2 separate regions of the Mus musculus genome follow, and region 1 is linked to region 2. The links are chromatin contacts, called in public promoter capture Hi-C maps. All regions are on one chromosome and are shown on one strand. Each heading gives the region's core, a stretch centred on a gene start, on an enhancer-like site or on the middle of the called end of the contact. The rest is flanking DNA. Distances are from core to core; before and after follow the strand shown. Region 1 has its middle 280 kb from the start of Col3a1. Region 2 holds the start of Mettl21e (methyltransferase like 21E).

The links. Promoter capture Hi-C pulls out the DNA fragments that hold promoters and counts their contacts.
Region 1: a promoter capture Hi-C map of the 3T3-L1 cell line shows a contact between it and region 2, with 23 times the contacts expected there. The contact joins the enhancer-like site here to the promoter of Mettl21e in region 2. A contact is called at or near these places in 4 of 39 promoter capture datasets (the 3T3-L1 cell line, embryonic stem cells and hippocampal neurons).

What each region holds. Positions count from the first base shown.
Region 1 is chr1:45,030,485-45,033,184 of GRCm38.p6, forward strand. No RefSeq gene overlaps it. Among named protein-coding and RNA genes, the nearest start is that of Col3a1, 280 kb to the right of the region's middle. Within about 2 kb of position 1,412, at least 32 of the 459 cell types and tissues checked have an H3K27ac peak or open chromatin away from gene starts, as enhancers often do.
Region 2 is chr1:44,217,680-44,220,379 of GRCm38.p6, forward strand. Mettl21e (methyltransferase like 21E) reads right to left here and starts at 1,252. Exons shown (of 5, transcript NM_207281.3): 1 at 1,161-1,252; 2 at 432-551. The coding sequence starts at 477.

The sequences.
Region 1 (2,700 bases), core at 162-2,661, 810 kb after region 2:
TTCCTGAACATTGCTTTGTTCTTTAGCTCATAAGATGCATCTCTTCAGTTCCGAGCCTAGCTCTTGTGTGAACTTTCCAAATCACCTGTTATGAGTTCTGTTGCATTGCTGTGACTCTGAACAGTACAGTTGATTAATCTGAATGATTGTCAGGCTTCTCTGAATGCATCTTCCCATAAGAGCTATTATGAAACTATGTCTGGTTTTGCATCTTCAAGCAATGTTTTTGTTAAAAATCTCTGCAAATATTTTCTCTTATCTATTAAACATGGAATAAAGTCGTTTCTCTACCAGAGAATTTTGTGAGAATGAGTTTAAAAACAGTGAGTAATGCTAAATACTTAACCAACATTAAGTTATTGACAGGACTTCTAGTTTCCAAACAATGTGTTTGCTGCTGGATATCTTTCCCTCCCTATCCAAGGTCTTTTCCTAGATACCTCTGTCACAGCCATCTTCCAATCAAAGCACTTACACACTTAGTTTCTGGTAACTACTAATGAAATGACAACACAGAGAGCAGACAAAATGTGTCTGTTCTTACTACATTTAGTTGCAAAATTACAGACAGGCCCTCTGAGAAGTCCACCAAGCAGGTGACTAAGACAGATGCAGATACTTACACCCAACCAATGGCCTGAAGTTGGTGACCCCTGTGGTTGAATTAGGAAAAGGCTGGAAGAAGTTTAGGAAGAGGGCAACTGCTAGTTGACACTAGCAGTCTCAGCTAATCTAGACCCCTGAGATCTCTCAGACACTAAGTAACCAACTAGGCAGCATACATGAGGTGATTCAAGACCACCAACATATATACAGCAGAGGACTGCCTGGTATGGCCTCCATGGGAGGAGACACACCTAACCCTCAATAGACTTGAGGTCCCAGAGAGTGGGGGGGAGGTGTTAGGTGGTGGGGGACATTATCTTGGAGACAGCAGGGGAAGAGAAGTGGGATGGAAACTGTGGAAAGGGGGACCGGGAGGAAACAACTCTGGACTGTAAATTAAAGTAAAAGTAATTAAAAAGAAAAAGAAAAAATTCTCAAGCTACCTGCAGGTTCATACATAATTAAGAAAGATAGCACAAAGCAAGCTACAATTTCTTACAAGGCATTCCATTTACAGCTCTCCCATTTTCAGGCACAGTCCGACATATGTGCTACACTCCCACACATTTTATTTAAATGACACATCTCTCCTTAGTTTCAATTATTTCTCATACACATGGATTTCAACATTTGTCAATGGTAATAAAATACAACTAAACAGTGAGTCAGGATGTAGCAGCTCCTCGGGTAGTTTTTTTTTTTTTTTTTTTTTTTTCATCCATGTGTTTGCAATGTGCAGGGTCACGCCACTTGCAGGATGTTTGTGTAATCACTGGGGAGTCATGAACAATAGAACTGCTGGAAACATCTGGCTTCATGTTTTGCTATAGAAAATTAAAATCTCTAAGGGCAGCTGTGTAATCTAACCAGCATCTGGAGAGATTTTTGTTTTAGAAAATGAATCCTTGGGTTTACAACCTACAGAAGTTAAAATAATGCTTTTCTATACTTGGATACTTAAAGTTTATCCTTATATAACCTAGAGCAATCTTCACAGTACCATAATACTAGGAAAGTAATTTATCTATGTGATATAGTTGATTGACATGTATGTGTGCATATATAGACACTTACTTGACATATTTCTTCTTCCTTGTATTTTCCTACATATACTCTAATTATATATTTTCGACTCTTATGAAAAGCTGTAAGAAACACTAACTTCTAGATTGCTTTCAGAATATCATTTTTCTACTGAAACAAGTCAGAGATTTTTAGAACAGGAACCACTAGAGATATGGGGAAAAATGTGGAAGTTCAGTTTAAAATATTTACTGAACAAGAAAGCTATAAAAAACTTTTAAACTTATATTGAAAACTTAAAGATAGATGACGATAAAGTAGAGTGCTTGCATTCATGGGCCCCTGTTTTGATCCCGAGGGCAGCATAAAACTAGCAATGTTATATGCCTGTAATCCTAGCATCCAAAAGGTGGAGATAAGAGGACCAGAAAGTTTGAGCTCAAGCTGAGGACATGTCTTAAATAAGAGGTCTGTCTATGCAAGCATGGGCTTCTGAGTTCAAATCCCAAGTACCCCATGAAAGCCAGGCATAAAAACAGGCATCTCTTAGGAACTCACTAAGTAGCCAATATAGCTGAAACTTTGAGCTCCAGGTTTAATGAGAAATCCCATCTCATACCTGATGTCCCCTCTGACCTCCTTATGCAGCAATATGGGTGTGCATAACAGCACATATATACATGCACATACATGAAACACACATGTATTTATACACAGCATATACATAAGCATTCAAACAAAAATAAATTAACATAAAAGCTTTTCATCCTTAGTTATATAGTAAGTTTGAGGCCATATTGCATTACACAAAACTCTGTCATAAATAAATAAATGTGAAAAATAAAAAAGGATTTTAAATATTTTACCACAAAAATTTACACACTAAATGTGATGGCAGATATGTTAATTAGCTTACTTTGATTAATTCTTAACTTACTTCAATTTAATTGACATTGTTATTTTCATTTAAATACAATATTTTTGGCCACTAAAATTTCTAATAGACATTTATAGAATATAATGTAGTCTCAAAATCTTACTTTGAATAATAAAGGAAAGAATTGATTTTTA
Region 2 (2,700 bases), core at 2-2,501:
ACTTGTTGGAGGTATTTTGTAGCCTAAATTCATCTTTCATCCAAACATCATTAAAATATACAGTTTGTGTATAGAACTATTTTGATCTCTCACTCAAACTTCTTAAAAATAATCACAATAATTTATTTGGTGTATTGCATTTGTTTTAAAATGTTCATTTTTGGAGATCAAAGAAAAACTCTAAAGTCCTCTTATTATGTCTTTCATAGATTAATTTATTATTTTCAGCCAAAATTATACCTATTATATCATCAGGATCATTGATGTTTGACATTATTCATTGAGTTAGTAACCGCAAGCAAAAATACAATTAATAAGCCCTGCTTACCTTTAAGGCTAATGAAGACTGCAAAAGAAAGGGTTTTTATAGTCTATTAATGGTTTGTCTACCCATGATTGTTCAAATTACAAGAAGAAAGAAAATTATTTACCTTTGTAGGTCTCTTTGTGAGTAATGTGAGTTACTGTGAGGTCCATCAAATGTCGAATTAATGAATAGCAATATGTTGATATTTTCTTGATTGTGTGTTGAACAATAAGCAAATGGTACACTAAAATATCAAATGCCAGTAGTTAATTCAAAATCTGTAGTAAGCATAACTATATTTACTTAATAATTTAGCTTCTTATATAGCTGAGAAAATCATAGTAAAATATTACCAAATTAGAATCTCAACTAATTTACCTACCAGGTGGTGGTTTAGGTACCTTCTATCTTTATGTGTCCACAGCACCCAGGCAAAGGTCTACAGAAAGCTCAAATACTGTACACCACTCAGAGTAGGTAATTGGAATTATCTTAAATAAACTGTTAGTCTCTGAAAACAACAATTAGATATTTCTGCTTCTCAATTTGACTTCACATGACAACCCCACTACTTCCATAATAATATAAAACTTTCTTCCAAAGATCCCATGTACCTTTCCCAATAAACAAATTTTCTTTGTAGTATGCCTCTGTAAGTTAGAAACCAAGCTATTTCCCTACAGTTTATACACTATAAAACCTAAAGTTACATAATACCATCAAAGTCATAGAGCTTCAAGAATAGCAAGACATTTTCCTCCAAGTTTTCCATTTCTCCTATTAAAGGAAGCAGTCTTTATTATACCTGTCTTCCTAGAGATGAGTATTTGGTCAATATTAAGGCTGGACATACCTAAAAGTGTTAGCTGAGTTTATAGAAGGTAAAAGAGTATCATCCACAGCTTGTGATCTGCTGCTGTAGTCTCTGGTAGTGCTTGCAAGGCTGACCCCTGAGCTTGTAGTTCTCTACTGTATACCCTGGCAACAAACCCAAGCAGAAAGGATTAGCATCTGACAGCTGCAGTTTCTCTGCCTCTGGTTGCACAACAGTGACATTGTGAAGCCTGAAGCAAAGATTGAAGAACAGTAAGAATGTTCCATGACTGCCTGGGAACACAACTAGAGCTTTTAAATATACACCACTCCTGCAGTGAGAACATAGACTACTTAGACGAAGCAAACTCAGTTTTCTATTCTGATGCCAAAAGTTATTTTAAGACTCTGTGGCTATGATGTCCTATGAAATAGACACCATATGGTTTTCATGTCATCTATCTGGGTGTCAACATGGTTTTTAGAATCTAACAACTACACCAGTATGTGAGTAGCATTATTCTCTACCCAAGAATCAAATAACCACAATTCCTTCTCACTGGGGCTGAACAAACAGAGTAAGATATGGTTCACTGAGCATCTACAAACCAGCACATAGGTATACATCTCAGGGCATACACATATTCCATTTCTCTGATAATGCTAGCCTTAATGCTGCAGGAGGAATCAAAGCTAAGAAGACTGCACACTCAGGCGTGTGAGTACAACTTCAAGAAATACTTTTATACCATGACATACACAGAGCTAAGCATCACGAAGCTAAGTATTCATTAGTCATATCAGTAACTGCTTATGATTTGGAGCTATTACCTACTATATTTCTTACCTTTCTTCATTATAAAACAGGATTATAAAAATCACAGAAGATGTACTTGGGGAATACATATTATAGGTAAAACATTCCTGGAATCGCAAAACTATACAGAATGTATACTGCTATGTAAAGCCAGTTAATTTTTGTCAGAGGACAACCTACACTTTTGACTGTTTAAAACACAAATGAATAGTGACTTGATAAACAAAAATTATATACCTCATCTCATGGAGTTATTTGGAAGATCACAAAATCTCCAATGGTAGATTTACACGATGCAGAACTCCCAAGTCAATATTATATTAACCAACATGACAATAATTATTTGTCACACTGAAGAGTACATGGAGACTTGTGCCCCTCTGGTTGTGCCTTACAGAAGGCTTACGTGTCTATTAGGAAAGCAAATGTTAAACACATACACAGATACATACACATACATACATACATACACATACACTTCTGCTTCATGATATCACAGCACTACCAAAGCAGTCAAAAATTCTAGGAATTACTGATTACTGATTACTTGTTGCTGCAGTTTGGATGTGTGATGTTACTGTTTGGTTGATGTCCCTGGGAGGCCTGTTCTTGTCTGAGGGGAGGTAGAGTAGGAGTAGATCTACAGAAGAAGGTAGGAGTGAGAGACTAGAGGAAGGTAAGAGAGGGGAAACTCCAGCAAGGCTGTAATTTATGGAAGAATAATAGAAGTTGATAGAAAGGAAGGAAGGAGAAGAGAGGAGAG